Regions from separate parts of the Triticum aestivum genome. Here region 2 is linked to region 1. A link is a contact called in public Hi-C data. All regions are on one chromosome and are shown on one strand. The core of a region is the stretch at or near the end of the contact, and the rest is flanking DNA. Distances in the headings are between cores, read along the strand shown.

Region 1 (6,893 bases), core at 279-2,778:
CAGCCGCCCCGGTGGGACGAAGACAACAGCAACGCCACCATTTTCATCATGGACCTCACATCCACCAGCGATGGACAGGTCTCGGACTCCTTCGAGGATGAGTAGGCCACGGGAGGCGGCGGTGCCTTGTGTCCCATGTGGGCCGGTCCGTCCCCCTGTTCTACTTCCTTGCCGGAGACCGCACCTACACTTCATCGGTCTTTATCGTCGGTGCTCATGGAGACGGCGGATGGAAAACGACACTGGCTTGGACGCCGGGCGCCGCTGCCGTAGGATAGGTTTAGGGGTGTGTCCTTTTTTGTTCTAAAAAATGTTCAAAATGTAATGAAATCCCCCATGTCAGTATGAAATCCGCCGCGTTTGTATGAAATCCGGTCGTGTTTGCATGAATTTCATCCTGTTTGTTGCAAAAAAGTTCGAAATGTATGCGGCTAGCGTTGGATGTCGTCCTCCCGCATCCGTGCCGCGGACTAGTCCCGCTCCCCCCTCCCCTCGTGTCTGCGGATACAGGAGGAAATTTGCGGGTTGCCGTTGGGATGCCCTTACCATGTTGCTCGATAGTGGCGCGATGCTGTTTAGTTTACTGATCTACTTTGTTAAGTGGGAATCCAATTATTCCCACTTAATCTACATTTGTTTTGGTGGGATACCCACCTTTCTAACACCAAACTGTATTGGGACCAGGTGATTGTGCTGGGACTTTGCACCTACAGTCCGACCCGCAGGCCGACACGAGAGGCACCATGTGTTTTTAGTATGAACTTGATTTATTTTTTTCTGATATAAAAGGTGGATTTTATTAACTTAAAATGGAGCGTCAAGAAGATACATAACACTATAGCACACGCCCAACCTCTACATAGCTATCTTTATAAAATCCGTCTAGAAACAAGCGCAATATGCGCTATATTCTGACGTGGACGAAGTGTTTTAGGCTTTTTTGTCGGGGCGCGGGTGTTTGCGGAGTGCCGCGGCAGATTCAGGCTTGGAGCCGTCGACCGACCCGAGGTGACTAACTAACTGACCGCCGGGTGAGGTCGTTTTCAGCGTGTGCATGATTGGCGTACGGCCCGCACCCGTACGCCGCCGCTCCTTCCTGGAAGCTACGCGCCCGCACGACCGACCCGGTTTATCTCGCGCATCTCCCTGGATAGGCACACGGAGACGGCCATTTCCACGACCAAAGTGCGATCGGAACAAACAGACGCGGGAAATCTCAGCTTTACCCGCACCCACGAAGCAAGGATAGATGGCACGTAGCGTACTGCTAACCTTTTTTGGTCTGGTCCTCTCTCTTTACCGTCCCGTCACGGCCGCTCGTAGCACTAGTAGCTATCCACGCCACGCCCAGGCCCGGCCAAGCGGTGCCCATGCCCATGCGCGGCCCACGGAGGAGAGAAGGGGGAGACGGGATGGGACCCGCGCACTCAGTGCGGCCGCCCGCCCGCCGCCATCCGTCTCATTCCACGCGCTTCCACCCGCCCCCGCCTCTATCCTCTCTCTCTCTTATAAACCGGCCGTGAATTCCAGAGCGAAACAAAGCCAACGGCAGGGAGGAAGGGAGAGACCCGACCAGCGACCCAACGACCCAGCGTCGACCTACCTCCTACCCTCATCGATCCATTGATCCATTGATTTGATTGATTAATTGATCCGCCACCGCCACCACCACCGCCGTGGAGAAAGGAGGGATGGCGGCGGCGGGCGGGAAAGGGGGGCCGAGGCGGACGACGCGGGTGGGCCCGTACGAGCTCGGCAAGACCGTCGGCGAGGGCAGCTTCGCCAAGGTCAAGATCGCCAAGGACACCCGCAACGCCGCCACCTGCGCCATCAAGGTGCTCGACCGCAACCACGTCCTCCGGCACAAGATGGTCGAGCAGGTCCGTCGTCCATCCCAAATCAATCCCACGCCTCCTTCCTCCATCCGGCCCGGGGGAACACCTTAATTAATGATTAACGATGCATCTAGGCGGGCTGATTCGTCGAATTGGGAGTGAAACAAACCCCTAAATTACGACCGCGAAATCGACATAATTTATTCATCGGAGGACCGACCACCTAATTCTAGAAAAGAACGTCCCAAATAACAATTATACGTCGAGGTCTCTATCATGGTCGAGATTCCCTGTCCGTCCGTCCGTGGGGATTATTTTTCCGGTGTCAGCTTTGCTCATGATTTTTGGTTGTTAATGTAAAAAAAAGAGAACATGTTTTTTTAATAAAAACAAAGAACAGGTTGATGCCAAAGAATATGAATTGAAAATTGTGATCATCGAATTAGCTTTGCAAAACGGGTCTCTTAAACGGGGGCCACTCTGCACCTGCATCACCCGCGTCATGCTCATTTTACAAGAGGATTTTCTAGATATCGTATATTTCTTCTGCTATATGCAAATTAAGGATGTGATGTGATCTAACCTAACACGACTGCTAGGGTGCTAGAGATGTAATGTTTACCTCAACTCCTGCGCCCTCCGTACAGATCTGGTCTGATTATGAACGCTGACCATCTATTCCCGCCTTTTCATTTCAGATTAAACGGGAGATCGCCACAATGAAGCTAATAAGACATCCGAATGTGGTCCAGCTGCATGAGGTACAACCTAGTTTTCTTGCAGAGACAGTTTTGTCTCGTCATCTTTTATATATTTCATCTCACGTAACATGTGCGCATTTCACAGGTGATGGCTAGCAAATCAAAGATATACATGGTTCTTGAGTTTGTTGAGGGAGGCGAGCTTTTTGATAAGATCGTAAGGCCCTCAAAACTTCATGTGCTGGATATTATGGCTTTTACTTAGCGTGCAATTATTATTTTTATGTCACGAGCTTATCTTGTAGGTCGGTTATATAAGGCCACATAAATGTTTTAGTTGTTACTCATTTATCAATTATCAATATTTTGTGGACAATTAGGTCAATTCTGGGAAGCTAGGAGAAGATGAAGCAAGAAGATACTTCCACCAACTTATAAATGCGGTTGATTATTGTCATAGCCGTGGAGTGTACCATAGAGATCTCAAGGTTTGTCCAGTTATCCTGCTCACTTCTCGATACATGTAATCTTCTACGTTGATGATCCGCGATGCATTTCCTAATTTGTGGAGGTTTTATGTACCATTTGCAGCCAGAAAATCTGCTCCTTGATTCATATGGAGCTCTCAAAGTTTCAGACTTCGGTCTCAGCGCATTTTCTCCGCAAACAAAAGTATGAGCTCTACCTAGTTGGCTAGTAGCTAGAAGTATACATTTTTTTCATTTCCAGAAACATAAGGTACTGTGCTTGAACACGAGAAACAGTTAACGGAAAGAGTATTGATCACCTCTTTTTTATTTTTATTTTAGGAGGATGGACTTCTGCATACTGCTTGTGGAACTCCAAATTATGTTGCACCTGAGGTGAATTTTTTACCTTTGTGTTTCTGCCTTCTCTAATAAATGTGTTTCAGGAGTGTAATCATTAGATTGTTTCTTTAGGTGCTTGCTGATAAAGGTTATGATGGTATGGCTGCTGATGTGTGGTCCTGTGGCATAATCTTATTTGTCCTTATGGCTGGATATTTGCCCTTCGATGATCCCAACTTAATGACTCTGTATAAATTGGTAAGTTGCTGCCGTAGACATACCTTTCTTGTCATGTGAAATTGGTAGTAACAAGACTATTGCCGTTTTCTCTACAGATCACCAGAGCTAATGTTTCTTGTCCACCATGGTTTTCTACCGGTGCAAGAAATCTTATTAAGCGCATTCTCGATCCCAATCCTCACACGGTAAGTGCCTGTTATGCTCACCTGCGAATTCTTCTATATCTGAAGCTTCCTTCTTTAGAAGCTTTATTTGTGTCAGAGTATGAGAAAATAATTAGTTTACACTTGCTCTTTTTGTTTTCCCTTTTGCAGAGGATAACAATCTCCCAAATATTGGAAGATGAATGGTTCAAAAAGGATTATAAACCACCACATTCTGAGCACAATGAAGATGTGAGCCTTGAAGATGTCGATGCTGCATTCGATAGTTCAGAGGTAATTAAATCTGAATGTCCTTTCCTGTTCTGCAGTTGACATATTTGTTCTCCCAGAAATATTATGTTTCGATGGCTCCTGTTTATTTATTACTGTTGGTTTCCTATTTCGTAGGAACACCTTGTGGCGGAGAGAAGAGAGAAACCAGAATCCATGAATGCATTTGCTCTTATTTCAAGGTCGGAGGGATTCAACCTCGGAAATTTGTTTGAGAAAGAGATGATGGTAGGTTCATAGAACTGTTGGTATATAATCGAATAGTTTTGATAGTTTGATATCCAATGTCATTACTGAAGTACTGACAAGCAAGGTGTATCATTCTGCCAGTCACTTAATTGCCCCTTTTTAGAAATCTAGGCATCTTCTTTTGGCACAAGTTTGCATTATTAGTAAACCTTGTTGGTTCACAAATAATTTGGTCCTTCCTTATATATAGGGGATGGTAAAGCGGGAAACATCCTTTGCCTCGCAACGTACACCACAAGAGATCATGTCTAAAATAGAAGAAGCCTGTGGCCCTCTTGGTTTCAATGTGCGAAAACAAAATTATAAGGTAACCATTATGTTCCTCAAGAGGTTGTTAGAATTTGAGCAGTTCAGGACTGATATGGATTTCTGTTTTTGAACTTCCAGATGAAATTGAAAGGTGACAAGACAGGAAGAAAAGGCCATTTATCTGTAGCAACGGAGGTACTGACTCTGTCGCCGATACCGAGACATTAAATTCTTAATTATAAATGCCACTAAAATTCTGCTGCTACCCCTAATTAGAAGATCTGTTCAACCAGCCACTGTATCTGAAAACAGAAATTAATACTAAGTGACTTTTAAAAGCCACCGCAATGGCTATAAGGCTGCAGCAACTTTTGCTCTGAGTTCTCATGCCAAGTGCTAATCATTCTTTGCTGGTTTTCTGGCGTGTGATCCTTTTCTTTGCTTAAGTACTAGCCTGATGATTGCATACAATTTGTTGCAGGTTTTTGAGGTTGCTCCAACACTCCATATGGTTGAACTTCGTAAAACTGGAGGGGACACCTTGGAGTTTCACAGTGTATGATATTATTTATATATATATTTCAATTCTAATCGCCAAACATTCTGAACTCTGAAACAATTAACACTGTTTTCTCATAACTGCATGCAGTTCTACAAGAATTTCTCATCAGAACTAAAAGACATTGTGTGGAAAACTGAATCCAACACAATAGCGAAATAGTCGCGGTGAGCTTCAATGTTCCTTCAGCTCCTAACTGTTGTTCTCCCACCCTCTTCTCATCCTGTCCTAACATGTTTGTTTGCTCTATCCTCCAGATGATTGATACTTTGCGGAATGGAACTATCTTGCGGTGCTGTATCGATGGACCACCCCTTCAGGTGATACCGCTGGGCGCTGGGTACTGTATATTTCTCCGGCACCGCATCGATGGTCCAGTCCGCCGTCTCTTGCTGAAGACAGCGCCTTCTTTTTACCGAGCGCGATTGTACACTTACATGTACAACGAGGCCCTCCCGGACAAGCTCCTTGTAATATTGCAACGGGGTGCCTAACAGGCATCCTGAATGTGCTTTAGTTTGCACCAGGGTTGTGTGCCTTTCTTTATTTTTGTATTGCAAGTATTTAAGAATCGTAAGATGAATAAAGGTAGTTCAGACTTGAGATTGTAAGGCAAAGCCTTGCTTTAGTTCCCGCCAGGGTTGTGTGCCTTTGTTTATTTTTGTATTGGGCATGCATTCTGATCAGCAATATGCCAGCATTCGCGAGGGTTTTGATGCATCTTCATGACCCTTACTCACCGAAGCCGGTCTAGTTGACGGTCGAAAAATTGTTGTGCTAAGACTTTGGCCAACATATCAAAACACCATCCGTTGCTATGAAGAATAACATAAATCAGGAGGACCTACAAACAAATCAATGACCACTAGCGTTGGCTGAATCCAGACGGCTACGCTGGGGATCAACACCAACCGGACCCAAGCAGATCTGGTGGAAACACACCTCCACACATCCTAAGCCGCGCTAGGCACACCTCCGGAGCGGTGATGTGGCGGAGAGGACATTATTCTACCTCTAGGCCGTTGTTGCCGCCTCACCACCCCGACCCATAGATGCCACTGGCCACGGTAAGAAGAACATCCACATCAAAGATAGACCTGAATTTGGTTTAACCCAAGTATCGCCTCCATGACATTCATGGCCGAAGTGCCTCATGAAGCAGCCCTAACTACATACTTACTACTCCATAGGAGTACTATAATTATTAGAGCATCTCCACTAGCGCCCCCAAGAAGCGCTCCCAAGCCATTTTTTGAGCGCCGGCGGGCAAAAAATGCCCCACTCATCCCTCCAAGTCGTTATTTTTTGCCGGCAAAAGCAAAAGTTAGCGCCGGCTGCCCCATGCCACACCCAGCGCACCGGGGGGCTCCTGGGGGCCTAAATCGCCGTTTTGTGGGCCAGTGCCTCTCCCTTGTCCACTCATTTTCACCCACGTGATCCCTCCTCTTCCTCTCCCTCCACGCAGACAGAGCTCTCTCCTCTCTCTCTCTCTCCCCGCCGCCTGGCACGGCCGCCTCGCCGAGCCGCCATGCTCCGGCCGCCCGGCCACCTCAGCCTCGTCGCCGGAGGTACTCGCGCTCGCGCCGAAGCTCGTCGAGGCCGGCCTGCTTGTCATCACCCAGCACATCACCGTAGGCCGCTCCTAACGCTCGTCCCCACCCCTGCTGGCCTCGACCCGGCCGCGCGCCGCGCCCGCGAGCGCTGCCGCGACTGGAACACCGGGCACGCGGGGCACGAGGACGGAGCGTCGACGGTCGAGCTCGGAGACCGCGGCGGTGCGCGGGTCCGCCACGCGCGCACGTTCCGGTGAGGCGGCT
Region 2 (7,013 bases), core at 2,139-4,638, 240 kb before region 1:
GGGGGGGGGGGTGTTTGTTGCGCCCGAGCTGCCCTAGTATGCGGGGACTAGGAGGTAGCGTTTCGGATGTCCGTAAGCACGGGTGTTGTTATGTCTTGCTTGTAGAGAGTCGTAACAAGGGATCGCCTGCTAGCGCAAGTAATGGGCCAGGGCCAGAAACGTGATAGTGCGCGCAGGTCTCCTCCTAGTTGTATGGATGCGGATCTAATTTTGGGAAGTCCCTTATGCACACGTAATATCACTGATTTTTATCGTGGTCTCATGAGCAGAAGGGAGTTTCTCGGTGAGATCAACATATAACATGTTGGTGCGTACAAAACAGGACCGTGAAAATTGGCTGTACCATGAGGCGGGTTCTTCAAACAGAGCATAATCAAAAGATTGGCTCAGTCTTTCGAAAACAAATGTGCCGTCAAAGCTTAGGGTGTTTCAATGGCAACTAGCAAAGCATTCTCTCCCAACTCATGATGTACTTCAGAAAAGAAATATGGCGACGACTAGAAACTGCATTCTTTGTGGCAATGAGGATTCACCGCGCCATTCATTAGTTAATTGCTCAATTTCATGTGTGTGTGAGCCCTCTCCAAGGATGATGTGGTGGAATATATTATTGAAACTAGAGAAGGTTGTGCAAAGAACCTCTCACATGCAAATTTCACACTAGTATCGGCGACTTTGTGGGCAATTTGGACTGGCCGCAGGAAAGCTGTTCATGAGAACATCTTTACAGCCTCCTATGTCCACGCACCTGTTTGTGAGAAGCTTCATAAGTGACTTAGAGCAAATAACAAGAAAGGTTACGGCGCCTTTGGCTACTGTCCGGGAAACGGGACGTCTGCCTTGGTCACCACCGCCCAAAGGGTATGTAAAAAACTAAAACTTAATGTTGATGGTGTTGTTTGCAAACATGATGTACGTGGAGCTGTAGCTGCGTCCTGTCGTGACCGCACAGGAAATTTCTTGGGGTCATCTTCAATTACACTAAGTGGGATCACTGTCACTGATGTGGTACTAGAAACGTTGGCATGTCGGGAAGCTCAAGCTCTAGCCAATGATCTAATGGTGCAGGGTTGTCTCAAAAACAAAAAATCTAATGGTGCAGGGGATTGTTATTTCTTCTGATGGCGGCACTGTTGTAAAAGACACCCAATCACATACGGGGGAAGCTAATGCAGCGGTGGTGATGAAAGTGAATGCTAGATAAAGCGACTTTGAGGCTTATAATTTTATTTTTGAGAGTAGACGTACAAATTTCGAAGATTATAGTTTAGCTAAATTTTCTTTATTCCTATATCCTGATAGACATGTATGGCTCGATGTACCACACGATCTTGTATCAATTCTTCTGACCATTGTTATTGAATAAAGTGGAACAAGGATTTCTCAAAAGAAAAAAGCTGTCTGGTCTCCTCCGAGGCAGCTAGCTACACAGTACGGACTTGCCCTAAAAAGAGAAAACATCTAGCTACCCACTCGGCCTAAATAAAGAAGAGAAAAAAGGACCGCTCACAAGAAAAGAGGCTAGGAATGCACTTCTTCTAAAAATAAAAGGCAGCAAGCTAATCCAACGCTCTGTTCTTATTTATTTTCTTCTCTTTTCTGGTGTTCTCTATATTTTTATTTTTTGTTTTCTCTATTCTTTTGTATAAAATACACGTGTTCCAAAATATAAAATGTTCACATTGTAAATAATGTTCGTGGATGTAAAAAAAGGTTTTTGTACATGCATTCAAAAGTGCACCATGTAATTAAAAAAATGTTCGACGTGTACTTCACAAATGTTCACCGTGTATTCTAAAAATATTCAACATGTGTCTGAAATTTTTTTAACGTGTACTAAAACAATATTAAACATGCATCTTTTTTCAACTGCTCCATGTGCATTCAAACAAGGTTTAACATGTACTAAAAAATGTTCAATGAGTGTTTGAAAAATGTTCAACTTATGTGTGAAAAATATTTAATGTGTATTCAAGAAGTATTTAACATGCATAGAACAAGTATTTAAAAAGGTTCGACGTGCACTTAAAACATATAGTTAAAAAACTCAACATGTATCTAAAAAATATTTAACGTGTACTAAAACAATGTTAAACGTGCATATTGTTTAACTGCTCAATGTGCATTCAAAACAAGGTTCAGCATGCACTAAAAAATGTTCAACGAGTGTTTGAAAAATGTTTAACTTATGTCTGAAAAATATTTAACGTGTATTCAAAAAACATTTAACATGCATAGAACAAGTGTTTAAAAAGGTTCGACGTGCATTTCAAACATATATTTGAAAACATTCAACATGTATCTAATTTTTTTAATGTGTAATAAAAAAATCAACAAGTATTTGTGAAAATGCCATCAAAAATTAAAATATGAAAAACGAAATAAATAAATAAACAAACAAGAAAAAAAGAAATTGGAAAACCTAAAAAAGTCGTAAACCGATAGAAAAAAAAGAAAGACAAAAAATGGGGCAAACCTTCCCAAAACTGCCTGAAAGGTTCATAAAACTGCTTCAAATTGCTCCATAAAAGGTTCGGACCGACCTACATTGGCCGGCCCACTTCCTGCTAGATTGAAGGCGAGCACTTTTGTACATCTGTTGCTGAACTTGTTTCGCGGGAGATACTGGAGGCCATGGCAGCGAGGGAGGCACTCGCTTTGGCAAAGGATCTTGCCTGCACGAAGATTGTTGTGGCCACTGACTGTCTAAGTACTGTAAACCATCTCAAGACAGATTACATGGGATGGGCCAAAGCAATTATCTTTGAGCTGAAGAGAAGCATGCAGGACTTTGTGTCTGCTGTTGTTTTGCGTGAGAAGAGGGACTCAAATTTAGAAGCATATTCCTTAGCAAAAGCTGTAATTTCTTTACATTTGGGTAGGCATGTTTGGTTGACTGAGAAACCAAACTTAAGCTGTATCCCGGACAATATTATGAGTTAATTTGAGCAGGGTTGAACCTCAAAAAAAAAAAAGGAAAATCACTTGATTGCTGGCATGTGACTTTTGTACACGGGGTTTTCTTATAAAGCTTGATCTCGCTTCCTAATCGTATTTCCGTCATGAATGGAAAGGGGAAATTTCCGGTTGGACAAAGAAAGAAAAATATGTTAATGGATCCGACCGAATATGCTGCAAGAGAACGTGCGCACGCAGCAAGCCACACGTGGGCCTCTCGCTCCATGCAACATCAACATCACCAATCACCACTGCGTGATTAAGCCACTTCTCTGTCCGTACCTCCAAAGTCCAAACCTAACGAAAACCCCCTGCTACTCCAACACCAGCCACTAAACAACGGGAAATCATTGAGCTTATAAGATTCCCCGTGACAGATCATCTCATCGGCCCCAGTACTGAGCTACTGAACTGCTGATAGCGCCACGCACGCGCGGTATGGCGAGAATGTGGCTGTGCAGGCGGCGAGAGGGACATGGCACGAGGCGCTGGATCCATTCCATGGCCGTCGCGCGCGACGCGGCTGGCAGCAGGGCAAACATGTGGCCATTCCGCAGCGTGATCGATCGTGAGGCTGCCGCCGCTGCTCGTCGCCGTGGTGCTTTCACGGATCGGTGAGGATCGGAGAGGTGTGGTTCGGACTCGCGACTGCGACCGGCGGCCTACCAAAGTACCAGTCGACCGATGCATTATTGGTCATCGGCGAAATCATCACCGATCCCATATTCGCCGTCACCCTCGACCCCGTGATCGGCGACACTTGTGAGGTTGGTCATCGGCAAAATTGATGGGAGTGTGTTTGGATTGATTGGATCCACATATTTTTTTGGAGAGATTTGCGCTGGTCGACGGGATGCTATACTTGAACTCAATAATGCTAAACATACAAAAGTTACATGCACTTACATGCTGACTAGAATTCTTTCTTTCTAACTAACCACTTCCCCCTGATTTTCATGGGGATGGGCCCCTCCTCCCCCTTAATCTTCAATCACAACCCACCTGTTTGTAAAACCCATGTAAACTTATGTATGTGTAGCATTACTCACTTGAACTTGGCGGCTAGGCACGGGTTTGTCCGCCAAACGGTAGATTATACGAAAGCGGATCCGTAAACTTGGTGATTAGTCACGGCGGAAAAAAAATTCTATGAGACCGGGTCTCATTCTGCAACACATGAGACCCACTCGGATGGTTGCCACGTGGCCTTTACAATCTCAAAGCATGAATCCCATCTCCCACCGGTTTTCAATCCCAGGTAGTGATCCCGCTGTATACGTATCCTAATTGTTGTATATGCCACCGGTTTTCAATCCCAGGTAGTGATCCCACCGGTTTTCAATCTCCCACCGGTTTTTCAACACATGACAAATTTAGTCGCAATAATATTAACTGCCATAAGAAATGTTCAATTTGCAATCCCCTCCTAGTGAATGTCAGCTGAATAGCATTCATGTTACATAGAACAGCACATGCCCTTAAAAACACACATATAGAAACTGAAAATAAGTTCAAAACCCTAGGGCGCCGAACTCCTTTTCCTCTTGCATCTACCGGCGTGGCACCATGAGCAAAGCTCATTGTCATCTATTAGCTTCCTTGTCAGTTGAGCAAACTTGTCAAAAACTCAGAAGCTTGTATAAGCAACGGTTAGAAAGTAGTTATATAGACTAGAAGATGCATAATGAAATCAACCCCCTAGGAGAAAAACGATGGAGAGGGCCCGAATAATGCTCCAGGTTTGGTCAGACAAAGAAGGGGAATGTAACTCTCACACGCCCCAACAAAGACGACCTAGTTAACCTTCATCGGTTGAAACTGGAGCCAGAGGTCCAAGACGCACAGCCACACAATCTGCTAGTAGCACCACTGAGAAAATTTTGTAGAGAAAACCCTGCACCGGAGAACTAGATCTGGGACATGCTAGCATCCACATGCCTCCTGACGATGCCAAGAAGCACCATTGAAAAAGAACAAGGCAGGAGAACTTTTCCCGTGCAGGCGATGGCACCGTCGTCTCGCCATCAACCAACCTAAACTAAAAAATATCTCGTCGTACTATCACCATCGGTGGTAAAACAGCAGGCTCCCCATCCCCTCCCATCGCCAAAACGGCAAGGCAGAGGGCCAGAGGGCCCGTGATCTTGCCAGGAGGTGGTAGATCGGCGCCATCATCTTAGTTCATAGGGTTTCATGGTAGGAGGATTCAGTCAGGCCTTCATTCGTCAATTGACCCGAGATGACTGAGAACCTGAATATATATATAGTCCAGATATCAAACATTTGTAAACTAAATGAGTATCAGTAACATGTACTATACGAAATCAAGATCATTTTATTCATCACATGAACATATATCTTTTATATCCACCAAGTTTTTTAGAATCGAGGGTGGGGGGAAGAGGGTCTCATATGGATATATTACTCAAAGTGGTCATAATACCTGGAGATTGATCCAATTTATAAGTGAAACCGGATCGAAAAGCTAAACAAGTTGACACTGTTTATAAAGGAAACCGAGGCTGAAAATCATACAAGAGAGGGCAAAACAAGCGCAGAAACAAGAAATGGACGCTCAGGACAAGGCACGCCTAGCTAGCACACCAAGGACACGCGAGTCGGGCTGCAAGTGAAGATGGGATTAAGTGGGACTAATTAGCCTATCCCACTTAATTTCTTTTAGCGGGCTCCCATTGAAAAAGAATAATAATAATCGGGCTAGCCCACTTATCACATTGGAAGCCCACCTAGACAACGACAACCCTAGAGAGGGAAGTGCCGCAGCATGCTCCCGCCGCTGCAAGTCCGCCGTCACGTCCCTACTTCTTCCTCCTCACACCGCGCCACCCCGGCGGCCTCATCATCATCGAGAATACTCACGTCACGCTGGCGCGGCAGGACGAGGAGTCGTCGTCGTTTAGGGACATGCTGGGGATCTGGACCCCGGAGCAGGTCGGGGCGTGGAAGCTTAGTGAACGTCGTGCACGCCAAAAGTGTCGTCTTATTCTGCCATCTTTGGCACGCCGTGGCCGGAAGGAGGCAAATTTGACAAATTTGACCTGTGGACGAAATCAAATCACAGAATGAACTGCCCGTGAAATTATTTCACGCGGCTGACCTTTTTGTGTGACGCCCGACACGAAGGCGGCACACTACACTGTGCAACGCCTCACAGATAGGCGCTACACGCCTGGCCAGCGTTGCACCCCAGACTGCCTAAAATTGCTAAGACATTGTGCAGAGCCTAAGAGCTAGGCGCTGCACTGTATAGTGTGGCGCCTAGCACTACTAGAAAAAGGGCTATAGATGGGATTGACACTAATGGCGCACCAGACAAGCGCTGCGCCATTAGTATATACTAATGGCGCACCACCTTCTGATACGCCATTAGAGTTGAAACTACTAATGGCGCACTAGGCGCAGGGTGCGTCATTAGTATGAACTTTTTTTTAACTAGTGCGCCTGTCCAAACATACTAATGGCGCATCCAGACACAGTGCGCCATTACTAGTTGTAACTAGTAATGGCGCACCTGGCCCAGGGTGCGCCATTAGTATCCAAATTTTTTTTAACTAGTGCGCTTGTCCAAACATACTAATGGCGCATCCAGACACAGTGCGCCATTACTAGTTGTAACTAGTAATGGCGCACCTGGCCCAGGGTGCGCCATTAGTATCAATTTTTTTTCCTTTTTTTAACTAGTGCGCCTGTCCAAACATACTAATGGCGCACCACCAGAAGGTGCGCCATTAGTAACCTGGATTACTAATGGCGCATTTAGAGTTGGTGCGCCATTAGTAAGTGGGCAGCAACAAGATATTTTGGACAGCCTCTCCTACCCACACTCACTTTCTCCCCACTTCATTCTCTCCACCTCCTCCTTGTCTCGGGTGCCTCCTCTTTTTCACCTCATTTCCACCATAGATTCATTCAATTTAAGTGGTTAAATTACCTTGTTTTGATAGGTAAGTAAGGGGGGAAGCTATATTTATGTTGCTCTCCCTACAACAATGTGCACATGCACTTTTTATGGCCTAGCTAGATCTATGTATGTT

What was found. Hi-C and Micro-C count contacts between places; a contact is called where the count stands out from the background.
Region 2: a contact with region 1 is called in a Hi-C map of leaf, with 3 times the contacts expected there. The contact joins the enhancer-like site here to the promoter of LOC123098825 in region 1. A contact is called at or near these places in 1 of 5 Hi-C or Micro-C datasets (leaf) and 1 of 1 datasets of contacts at active chromatin or transcription factors (leaf).

What each region holds. Positions count from the first base shown.
Region 1 is chr4D:481,758,156-481,765,048 of IWGSC CS RefSeq v2.1, reverse strand. LOC123098825 (CBL-interacting protein kinase 9) reads left to right here and starts at 1,528. Exons shown (of 15, transcript XM_044520901.1): 1 at 1,528-1,880; 2 at 2,534-2,596; 3 at 2,682-2,753; 4 at 2,917-3,024; 5 at 3,128-3,208; 6 at 3,346-3,399; 7 at 3,478-3,603; 8 at 3,681-3,770; 9 at 3,900-4,022; 10 at 4,137-4,247; 11 at 4,459-4,575; 12 at 4,656-4,712; 13 at 4,999-5,073; 14 at 5,167-5,243; 1 more. The coding sequence starts at 1,692. The coding sequence ends at 5,238.
Region 2 is chr4D:481,996,661-482,003,673 of IWGSC CS RefSeq v2.1, reverse strand. No RefSeq gene overlaps it. Among protein-coding and RNA genes, the nearest start is that of LOC123100442, 27 kb to the left of the region's middle. Within about 2 kb of position 3,388, at least 4 of the 8 cell types and tissues checked have an H3K27ac peak or open chromatin away from gene starts, as enhancers often do. A contact at or near this core is called in leaf, where this site is marked.